Regions from separate parts of the Mus musculus genome. Here region 2 is linked to region 1. The links are chromatin contacts, called in public HiChIP or PLAC-seq maps. All regions are on one chromosome and are shown on one strand. Each heading gives the region's core, a stretch centred on a gene start, on an enhancer-like site or on the middle of the called end of the contact. The rest is flanking DNA. Distances are from core to core; before and after follow the strand shown. Region 1 has its middle 23 kb from the start of Eed. Region 2 holds the start of Sytl2 (synaptotagmin-like 2).

What was found. HiChIP or PLAC-seq counts read pairs in DNA pulled down with a chosen protein or histone mark.
Region 2: a contact with region 1 is called in a BATF HiChIP or PLAC-seq map of CD8 T cells, with 6 read pairs. The contact joins the promoter of Sytl2 here to the enhancer-like site in region 1. A contact is called at or near these places in 1 of 484 Hi-C or Micro-C datasets (bone marrow-derived macrophages), 8 of 115 datasets of contacts at active chromatin or transcription factors (CD8 T cells, bone marrow-derived dendritic cells, effector CD8 T cells and 5 more) and 3 of 9 other capture datasets (adipose tissue, liver and pancreatic islet).

Annotation. Positions count from the first base shown.
Region 1 is chr7:90,001,541-90,007,186 of GRCm38.p6, forward strand. No RefSeq gene overlaps it. Among named protein-coding and RNA genes, the nearest start is that of Eed, 23 kb to the left of the region's middle. Within about 2 kb of position 2,596, at least 8 of the 459 cell types and tissues checked have an H3K27ac peak or open chromatin away from gene starts, as enhancers often do. A contact at or near this core is called in CD8 T cells, effector CD8 T cells and memory CD8 T cells, where this site is marked.
Region 2 is chr7:90,297,877-90,304,077 of GRCm38.p6, forward strand. Sytl2 (synaptotagmin-like 2) reads left to right here and starts at 4,553. Exons shown (of 20, transcript NM_001368878.1): 1 at 4,553-4,867.

The sequences.
Region 1 (5,646 bases), core at 1,346-3,845:
CTGTAGAGCTCTTGATCCTTCTGCCTTGGCCCCCTAAACAGCAAGAGGCACAGGTTTGGGCCACCAGACTCCTCTTACTCTTGATAAGTCAATATGACTTATCCTCTTACAGTTGATAAGTCAATATTGCTATATTATTATGGATTAAAATTTCATTTTCACACTTCAATCCATTATTTTTTTAATTATGTGTTCTCTGAGGTTTGAGAAATCTCCAGTAACGCATACCCACACAGCATCATTCACAGTAGTTGAACTACTCTGAACTTGTTCTGTGCTCCATATACCCATGCCGCTTTCCTCTCAACAATGACATTCACTGATCTGTTTACTGTCTTCATTCTGCTTGCCTTTCAAAAGGGTTTTGCAGTTGGATTCATAGGGCCCTCTCGAATTGGCTTGTTTTGTTTTGTTTTGTTTTTTTAACTTAGTTTTTATCCATAACTACAAACTTAACTCTGCAATCCAGCTAGACTTCAAAGGAAATAAGAAAAACAGGGAGCCAAAGAACTGCAGTGAGGGCGCAATGATCATGGGATATTGTCAGCAGATGGGTGATCCTGAGCTAAAGAAGGAATGGTCACAAATGAGGTGCCCCCAGGCAGACATGGTGGTCTGTCTGCTGGTCTTCTTGTATCGGGATCCTCAATGACTGTCCTTCCCAAAGACCACAGGTCTGCTGAATCCTGGCAGAGCAGAGGGAAAAACTAGGAAGCATTTGTGTTTGGGCCAGCATTTGCTTCAGGATAGCTGCACACCAATACATCCAGCCTCATCTACTTTTGAAAAACATGTTCTTGCTTTTAGTTAATGTTTTAAGTTAGCATATGTGTTGATTGGTTGGTTTTTGTTGTTTGTTTGTTTGTTTGTTTTGTCAGTTTGACACCAGTGCAGGTCATCTGGAAGGAGAGAATCTCAATTAAGAAGCCCCCATCAGACGGGCCTGAAAGCAAGTTTGTGGCATTTTCTTGATTAATAATTGATGTGGGAAGGCCCAGGCCACTGTGGGTGGAGTCACCCCTAAACTAGTGGTTGAATAAGACAGCAGGCTGAGCAAACAGTAGAGAGCAAGTCAATAATCAATACTCCCTTGTGGCCTCTGCTTCACTTCCTGTATCCAGACCCCTGCTTTGAGTTTCTGCCCTGACTTTTCTCAGTGATCAGCCATGATTGATAAGTTAGGGCTGGAGAGATGGCTCAGCCGTTAAAGGCTAGACTCACAACCAGAAATATAAGAGAAGTATAAGCTAAATAAATCCATTTTTTTTCTCCCCAAGTCATTCTTGGGCATTTATTATAGTAATGGAAAGACAAAATAAGCAGACAATATGATGGGCATCAACGGACGTACATACATACATACATACATACATACATACACACTTTGTTCTTACTCATTTCCTGCTTTCAATCATTTCCTTCTATTGAGTAATAATGTGCTATTGTCTGACTGTAGCACACTTTAATTATTCATTCTCCTGAAGGGCATCTTGGTAGTTTCCAATTATGAATAAAATACTGTAAATGTCTGTAGGCAGGATCTGGAGGAGACATTAATTTCCAACTCATTTTCGGTAAACTTAAAGGAGTGTTGATTCAGTTGATTGCGAGGTTAAGATATATTGAAAGTAAATTTAATTCTATAAGATTTATCTTTTAATTTTAAGTAAGATAAATGTGGTCATTTTTTTCTACTCCATGAGTCAGTTTTCCTGACGTCACAAGAAATAATCTCTTAATAAAAATATCTGGATCCTTAGAACATGTTACCTGGACACCTATTGCAGACTGGAAGAAAGTCTACATAAACCAAATTGGGGCATCCATAGCTTCTTCTCCTGTGTTCACACCTCCTAAGAAAACATAACAACAGGTTACTGTGGCTTTTATTTCTAAACTGAGGATTGTGTACCCCTGTAACTGAGACTAGTTTGCAATATATGACCTCTTGCATACCCAGAAAGCAAGCACTCAGTTCTGGACAGAAAAGAGGGGCTTGAGTCATCACTGTTGTCTGGAGGGCTGTATTAACTGCTTACAGGGTTTTGGTCAGGACAGTGGTGGCCTCCTAATAAGCAGAAGGAAGATTTGTCTTGCGGTGGGCTGTAGAGAGGTAACAGAACCACACCCAGGGAACCCCGTGTATACATAGGCAGGAAAGGCCTGAGGAACAGGCTTTGCTTTGTTTGTTGTTATATAAAACAGGCTCTTATGTAGCCTCTGGTGGCCTGAAACTCATAGAGATCTGCCTCTGCCTCTGCCTCTGCCTCTGCCTCTGCCTCTGCCTCTGCCTCTGCCTCTGCCTCTGCCTCTGCCTCTGCCTCTGCCTCTGCCTCTGCCTCTGCCTCCTCTGCCTCTGCCTCTGCCTCTGCCTCTGCCTCTGCCTCTGCCTCTGCCTCTGCCTCTGCCTCTGCCTCTGCCTCTGCCTCTGCCTCTGCCTCTGCCTCTGCCTCTGCCTCTGCCTCTGCCTCTGCCTCTGCCTCTGCCTCCTCTCATGGGATCAAAGGCATGCCACCACCATACCCAGCTTGAGAAGAAGGGTTTGAGAATACAGGCTTTTGGCTTTACGAATAACTTTATGGCCGTTTTGACACTCTATTACCAACACCTTTACCACAAATTTAGCAGCTTCTTATATTGCTTTCATTTCTCTAATTCATCCTACCTTATGAGAAGACAAAAAAAAAAAATACTTTTTTTTTTGTCACTCCACCACCCCGACTGCTTGATCTGGCTAGCTTGATTCAAAATCCTCATCACTGGTCCTCATAGATACCATTGCTCCTCCACTACCATTCAGTTCTGTGGATCTAACTCAGGACCTTGTACAGCCAGGCAAGGTTTTTAACACAAAGCTGCAGCACAGCCTTTCATCACATTAACAAGCACAGAAAGACACTCGAGTGCTGCATACTCTAGCCCATCTGTGGGAGCTAAAAAGCAACTGGTCTCTTAGAATAGATGGTAGAATAGGAGTAAATTAGAAGGCAGGAAGGGAGGAGGAGCATACACTTAAAATGATTAGAGTCTGAAAGTTTCTAACACATGGAAGTGATTTTTGAGGACATACACTAATTATCTCAATTTTATTATTGTAAAGTAGGTAAGTGTCTTGAATTATAATACAATACAATACAATACAATACAATACAATACAATACAATACAATACCATACAACACTATACTCCATAAATAAGCACAAGCATATCGACTTAAGTAGTATTAACGCCTTTCTTCCTGCCTGGGAAGTATGTCTTTCTTCTTCCTTCCTTCTGTATCCTAAATTCACATATCCTAGGCCAACTCAAGGTCTTAGAGATTACTCCTCACTCTTTGTTTCCATGACTTATCAACCACTAGATATCCTTTATCCTACCTTACTTAAGCTACTGAATCCTTCCTCAGGACTTTGACCTCACAGTCTAAAAAAGCTCCAACCCTTAAGGTCTGCCAGGTCTTAAGCCTTTGCTATTTGTGCATCAAGGATGACAACCTTTGACACTTTCTCTTTTTTTCATTCCATCAGCCTCCTGGCTCCTGACTCAGTGTCACCTAAGCATTCTCCAATGATCCAAACGAATTCAACGTCTGTGTCTTTGGCTAAGGATATAGAGAAATCGGTATGTTTAACCTTTTGGTATCTTGGAAAATGTTTTGGCAGTTTTCAATGTTTTCTGGGTATTTTTTATAAATACCATCCCGTAATGAAGCTTTCAGAAGTATTGACTAATTAATGGGAGAACTGGTTGGGAACGTGCAGAGCACAGTAGCTCTTAGTATACCAAATCTCCTTCGCATCTTTCTTTTGAGGACACTTAGGAAGCATTTAGGGTCTACCCAGGTAATAGAGTCTCTCCCCAACCTAAGATCTTTAAATTTATTGTATCTGAAAATCCCCCCAACACACACACTTTTTTTAAAAATCTATCAAATAAGACAACATTTGAAGCTTCCAGGAAATCTTTTCATGGTCATTATTCAACTGCAGCTGCTATCTTGGACAGTGAGGGTAGCATTCTCTCATAGTATTAAGTTCATAGTAGAAAGGAAGCAAGGAGAATCTTCAAAGAGGATCAACCCAAAAGTTGATTGCATTTCTTGAAGATAACAGCATAGCTAGTGTTATATCAGATTGGGAGTTAAAAAACATAAATCACATTGAGGTTTGAGTGTTCTGTACATAGGCTGTGGGTTTCCAATGTTTCAGTCTGCTTAGACTGAGAATATCTAGGACAGTGCAATTATAAATGATATCTGGTGGCCAGGGTGTGGCACTTGCCTTCAGTCCCAACAATGGGGAAATGGAAGCAGACGGATCTCTGAATTAAAGGCCAGCCTGGTCTCCAGAGTGAGTTTCTGGCCAACCAAGATACATAGTGAGACTCTGTCTCAAAGAAAAGGAAGAGAAAGCAAAGAGAGAAAAGAGAAGAGCGAAAGTATCCAGAACTAGGATCCAAGGTAAGAGCCAGAGGCACAATGGACCAGAGGAGGCTGGTGGAAGGCTGTCACAGGTGAGCCACCAGAAAGATTACTGATATCACCAACAACGATGAGCAAAGTAAAGGACATCTGAAAAATCAGAGCTTGAGTGGCATAGGGCATTGTGAGCCTTCATGATCCATCTGTTAATTTAACCCAGTTACTCATGTAGTCTACCAATCAAACTCATTAACATTTTTTAAACATTTGTATATTTGTGCATGTGTGTGTGTGACTGTATGTCCACGTGTGTGTGGCACACATGTTTGTGGAGGTATGTGAGCCTGTGCATGAGTGCAGAGGACAGAAGAGGGCAGGACTTAATCTATCACTCTCTGCCTATTTCTTGGAGACAAGATATCTCCCTGATCTTGAGACTCACATTTTATTGGTGTGGCCGGAAGCCAATGGTGAGCCTCCTGTTTCTACCTCTGTTGGAGCTGGGGTTGGAATTCATGGGACACTTATTATGTGGGTCCTAGGAACCAAAACTCTAGTCATTAAGATTGTATAGGAAGTGCTCCTAACCACTGGGCCCTCTCTCTAACCCCATGAGCTCTTTAATGATACTGTATATTTCTAAATGTATTGGGAATTGAACCTTAGGCCTTACATACACTAGTCAAGGGCTTTCCCATCAAAGTCTATATCCCCAGCTCTCTTATTACATTTTATGTTGAGACAGAGTTTTACTAAGTTGTGCAGGCTGTGCTTGAACTCACTCTGTAGTGCAGGCAGGCCTTGAACTTGTGAACCGAAAGTCCCAAACTCCTAAGCAGCTGGAATAGAAGGCCTACAATACCAGTTCTGCCTAATCTGTTTCTATTTTAAGTGTCTTAGCAAGAGGTAAGCAAGGCTAGCTTCATGTGCTAGTATCAAGAATGTGAGAGGGGAAGAGATACTTTTTTCAGATGAGTACCTCTTAGGATTTTATAGAAAGAGTCTGTTAAACAAACCTCCAGATGCCTGACCTACTGTAGGCAGAGGGGTCCTGAACCAGCGGGCTGCAGCTGCTACTTTCCCAAATCCACTAATCTTGCTCTGGGCTTTCATAGCCTTCCTCCTTAAAAACCTTTATTGCGACAATTTTCTAAGTTCTTTAAAGAATTTCTTTGAACAGACTTAGGCAGGGAGCATCTCTTCAGCCTGCCTTAGAGGACGGTTGA
Region 2 (6,201 bases), core at 3,303-5,802, 300 kb after region 1:
ATTAGAGATGCCATATTTTACTCTCCTTCAGGTAACCCACACTCAAATAGAGAAGTCTTCCAAATTCAAGCTCTGCCTAAAACTTCCAAGTTCACTTGTACCACACTCCATTTTGCTTCATAGAATAACACCAACCTTAAATTTAGTTTTAGGGTTTTTTTTTCTGGGATCACACTTTCCTCTCCCTCTGTATTACTATTAAATTATGTTGGGGTCCAGGAGTCACCCCACAAACCACAGGAACACTAATCTCTGTCAGACAGGGATGGTTTATTGAATGAACACCCTAAGACTGATCAATCAGGGATGTAGCTCAGAAGTTGGGGCTGGGGCTGTGACCCTAAACATTTCTTAGGGCTGGCTTATAAAGGAAAAAAAAACCCACAATGAGCTCATGTGCAGGTGCAGGAAGTGCTGCCCAGTGGTTGGCTCTGACTCGAGCTATTTTGACTAGCTAGACAGTTTAGTTCTAACTGACCTTTATTCTGATCGGTCCGGAGTGGAGCTTACAATTGTTGAATTTCTTAAAGTGTGTTGAACACACCTCAGAACACACAGAACATAACTGGGTATATGATCAGCATGAGCCTGGTCTGAGTCAGGTTATTTTTCTGCGTCAATGACTGGCAGGCATAGTACAGCAACAGTATGACATAGCTGGCAGTCATGGATCAAAATGGCTGCTGCAGGGCTAGCGTGGCCAGCTTCAACAATTTGACTTTGCTTTCTAGGAACTACAAGAACTCCCTCCTAATCACTATCATGTTATTAACTAGTGTTAACCAAGAGGACTAAGTGTTATAGCACTGTCTCCTTTGCACAGTATCATTTCTATTTAATAGAAGGTTGCACATCAACAGAGGTTGGATAAGTGGCCTAAAGTGATCTAATTAGTTCCACTGAGGAACCTGGAGCAAAGTCTGTATGGTTAGTCCTGCTCTATACTACACTTATTCCCCTGCCTTTCTTTTTATAACACGAATTCCACAGAATTTGCTATATTACTTTTTGTGAATGGATATTTTACCTGCATGTGTATATGTGCACTGCTCTTTTGCCTCGTGCCCATGGAACCCAGAAGAGGGCATTCAATTCCCTGGAACTGGAGTTACAGATGGTTGTGAGCTGTAATGTTGGATCCAGGAGTCAAACCCAGGTCCTCTGAAGAGCAGCAAGTGTTTTTAACCATGGAGCTATCTTTCCAGCCTCCTCCTTAAACCATTTTGAGGTGTGGCTAGTGCCCTAGAGGTTAGCATGAGTATTTTGGATAGATTTGGCACTGGACATAGAGGGGTTGAGTTTCCTCAGTGCCCTGTGCAAGGTGTTGCAACATTTCTACAGATGAGCAGCAGTCTGCCTGCCCTCCAGGGCTGGAGATGGGAAGGAAGATGCTAACCAAGGCAGGTGTAATCAGCCATGGAAGTGAGATACTGAAAATGTCTTGCTACACCCTCCATTCATATCATTCATAGTAGCTATCACCAACAGGATACAGCCTGCTTCTCTCAAGGGTTGATGGCTACTCTTCCATCTCTTCAGTTTCATGTCTGCCTTGCTGTCACTGTGGTAATATGACAAGAATCAGTACATTTCCAACAGTTTTTTTTTTCATCTCTTCTAGCTGACCCAACTGTGGGTCCATTTTTGCAAAACAAATTACCTTGTTCCCATGAGTATTTAAGCATTTATGATGACAATCTTTGGTGGTACTTTTGCATACCCAGCCAATCACTTATCCAAAGTTGAAATTATTTCTAAAGTGGCCTCTTTAAAGGCAAAGTGAGTGGTTTAGTCAGCTTTCTTTTGGAACCTAAATGCTCTCTCACAGGACCCATGAAACTCTTCTAACTTGTGAAAAAAGCCAGAATATGCTCTTTAAACACCTACAGTTTTAAAGGGCTCCCAGGTCTGTTTGTAGCCCACGATGGAACCAAGGCAAGATAGAAATACAGGGAAAATCATGGTACATGGAAGCCTAGGTGCTGGTTGAAGTTTATTTCCAGTTGAGAGTCAAGCACCTCTTCAGGCGATTCTCTCCTTCCAACTGTGAGCCTGAAGTTTTCTGGGCCTCTTTCCAGAAACCCCTTGCAAACCCCTAGTGGCTCCTGGCTTCACCAGATTGCAACCTTTACCATGGCACTTCCAGAGTCACACCTGACCTGACGAATGGAAGGAGAATAAGGACAGAGCAGGGGAGGGTCCTTTGGAAACCTGTCAGTGAAATTTCAAAAGCTCCCACCATCTTATAGAATCATTAAGGCTTAACCCAGACTTTTTTGAGAAGCCCACGGGTCAGGTGTGCTTTACTCTTTGTGTGCATTTCTACCTTTAATAAACTTCTGCTGTGCTTCGTCCTGAAATTCTTTCCTGCCCCTAAGCCAAGGATCCAGTTTTACCTGAGTGCAGATCTCCAAAAGGTTAAGGGAACTCCACGCACAGATTGTGTGGAGCTGTGACTTGCTGACAGAATGAGGCTGTTGCCTACCAACATCTTCGTTAGTCTGGGAGAAGAATCGTTGAAGAACCAAAGGCAGACGCTATCCAGCCTCAGTGGTACGGACAACACTAAGTCTGGGCGTGAAGAGGGGGGAGAAGGCCTTAAAGTTCAGAAGTTTGCTTGGGCTAGCTCTATTTTCTGACCCGTAAAAATGGGACACGATATACCTTTGCCTTTAAAGGTGTACCTGCCTTGGCCAGAGCTTTGGGACCCGTCCTCTTTTCACTCTGGAAGCCCAGGACCTATACAGTGCATTCACTGTTTACCCAGGTACAACTCTATTCTATTATACATACGTACACACATACAAACATACATACACATATACATACATACACATATACATACATGCATACATACACAGATACATGCATACATACATACATAACATGCATACATGCATACATACACACACAAGAGAGAGAGAGAGACAGACAGACAGACAGAGAGAGAGAGAAAATCGATTTTTCTCCTTCCATGGCAGAATGAGGAATCTCAGGATTTCCTGATTGTGCTGAAAGTGTTTTACCCTGAGGCTTCTCATTGGCTCTGTATTAGTAAATACTTTTAATATGCTTCTTCTCTTCTTTCTCTGTCTCTGTCTGCCTCTCTCCTTTCTCTGTATTGTGACTCATTCTCTAGCAGAGGCTGGCTTCAAACTCAAGGTAATCCTTCTGCCCACCTCCCCCGGCCCCTCTCTCCCACGGCTACTTTTAAAGTATCACATTATTTAATCCTAGCTATCTGTATAAAGAAACGGATGCAAATTGTGTCTTGGGCATTCTGAGCTTCTGGGCTAAAATCCACTTATCAGTGAGTGCATATTATATGAGTTCTTTTGTGATTGGGTTCCCTCACTTAGGATGAATATCCTCCAGATCCATCTATTTGTCTAAGAATTTCATAAATTCATTGTTTTTAATAGCTGCATAGTACTCCATTGTGTAAATTTGCCACAATTTCTGTAACCATTACTCTGTTGAGGGACATCTGGATTCTTTCCAGTTTCTGCCTATTATAAATAAGGGTGCTATGAACATAGTGGAGCATATGTCCTTATTACAAGTTGGAGCATCTTCTGGGTATATGCCCAGGAGTGGTATTGCTGGATCTTCCAGTAGTACTATGTTCAATTTTCTGAGGAACCACCAAACTGATTTCCAGAGTGGTTGTATCAGCTTGCAATCCCACCAACAACGCAGGAGTGTTCCTCTTTCTCCACATCCTTGCCAGCGTCTGCTGTCACCTGAGTTTTTTATCTTAGCCATCCTGACTGGTGTGAGGTGTCCTGTGAAGGTTCTATGCTCCAGTATAGGGGGATGCCAGGGCCAGGAAGTGGGAGTGGATGGTTTGGGGAGCAGGGGGAGGGGAGAAAGGATAGGGAGTTTTCAGAGGGGAAACTAGGAAAGGGGATAACATTTGAAATGTAAATAAAGAAAATATTTAATAAAAAAGGAAAAAAGAGAATATGATAAAAAAAAGGTATTGCAGGTTTTGAAGTGGGGGCCGTCTCTGGGAGAAGTTGGGGTACAAAAGGGAAAGAAGAATGTGATGTAAGTCTATTTATTCAAAATATGTTTTTAAGTGTTAACAAATTCAGATAAATTGAAATTATGTATCTTTTCTCGTCATAATGCAATAAAACTTAAATTAAGAAAGAAAGAAAGAAAGAAAGAGAGAAAGAAACTGATGGCCGGAGGGGTTAGAACATTTTGCTAGATTACAGGCACCTCTTCTCCCCGCATGGTGGTGACCGTCCCTACGTTTCAGATGGAAGGTATCCTCGACCCTCTTGCATAGGGACGTAAAAAAAAAAAAAGTGCCGTTTCCGTTCTTTTGGATAAAAACTCGATTGCTTCACTGACAAGTAGAGAAGGAGGCCTGGAAGGGAGAGAAGCCAAGCGCAGGGACCAGAGCACAGGAGGCGGCCCCGCAGGCGCGGGCGGGCGGGGCGAGCCCTGTGCTCCCTGGAAGGTCCCGCGCTGCCCTCCCCTCCGCCCGCCCCGAACAGCGGCGACACCTGGGTGGCGCAGCCGGCTGCGAGCGCTGGGCGGCAGAGAGAGGTTGGCAGCCCGGAGGAGGTAGAGCGGGCAGCCGGGGCTGCGGCGGAGACTCGGCGCGCGCTCTGGGTGTGACTTTTCTGTCTACTGGCGGTGTCGCTGGGACTGCTTTCTGGTCCTGCTCTGGGTCTTGGAGTAGCTGGAGGAGTTGGTGTAGAGAGAGATTTTTTTGTTGTCCTTGCTATCCTGGCTGCTACAACGTGAACCACCGGGGCGGCAACCAACAAGCTTCATCCCTCAGTTTCTCCTTTAGTTAGGAGTTCCTTCTGCTGCCCTCGCCGCCGTGTGTCCGCGAAGCTAGGGACACCAGGTAGGCAGTTGCGACGGAATTGGGGGTGGTACTTTGAAGGCTTGACCCCAGACCTGGGGCTGGAGACTGGCGGGACCTGGCTGCGGAGCAATCGCCCGCAGGGTGCTCAGGTGAGGAACAGCAGAGGTGCAGCGAAGGAACCCAGCTAAGCACCCCCCCCCCCCCGCGAACTCTAGTTTGAAAATTAACACATTTGTTTTGGGACAGTTTCCTCTACACCCAACCAGACCTCTTATCCTATAGAGTTAAGTCACATGGGTGGGATTTGCCAGCTTCAAACTGCAAAACCGCGTGTTTCAGGGTGTAAGACCCATCCAGCAGCCGTAGGAAGTGCGGTAGGAAGTGGGGTAGGAAGTGGGTCTCTGCGCTCACAGTGCCTCCTCCCCTTTCCTCCCTTTATAAGTCGTCTTTGGCTATGAGGGGCTCCATTTCCTGCATCGTTGAAAAGTTCTCATTTTTTACTAAGGGCTGGTATGTGACCAGCAGCTTCCAGGACGTGGGCTCTGGGTTGAGAGGGAGCCTAAACACACGCTTTGAATCACAGCTTTCTGACCCTACAGTCTAATAGCAGTGTGCAGAGGAAGCCTGGGTGGGGGAGAGGGGGCAGTTCAGATACACAACTGGAGGGTCGGCGGGGTCCAAATTGCTGTCCAGCTTTCTCTCTTCCTGACAACCCTTTCTGGCTAGAATGCTGGTCCTGCTGTCTGCAAGATGGAGAAGCCAGGACAAAGCAAGCTAGCTTAAAGTGGCTGAGGTCTTCAATCAGTTACTGGAGCTTTTTAGCACCCGGCCCTCAAACAACTTCTTTCATCTCTGCCCTTCATCATTCTTGGAGTGGCATACATTTGAAATCAGACTCTTGGACCCACTAAAAGTGTCCAGGAAGGAGAAGAGAGGTTCAGTGAGGGAGGAGGGGCGATGCTGATCTCTCTTTTACAGACATTTATTATGGACCAGACGCTGTTCTCTATGTAATGTGTTTCTAAATTCTCACAAAGCCTCACAAGGTTGGTACACTATACTTCTTTTTATAATTGAGATGCCGAGGCTCAGAAAGATTGGTCCTCCTATTCTAACACACGTAGTTTCTAATTCTAAAACCTTTCTATTTTGTGCTCTTTGGTAAAGACAAGCCAGGGCAGGTAAAAAGCAAGCAAGCAAGCAAGCAACAAGCAAGCAAGCAAGCAAGCAGGCAGGCAGGCAAGCAAGCAAGCAAGCAAGCAAGCAAGCAAGCAAGCAAGCAAGCAAGCAAGCATATTGAGCTCCCACTAAGTGCCAGGCACTGTTAAAGCATCTCAGAGGTTCTATCGGCATGTATGGTCAGGAATGTCCAT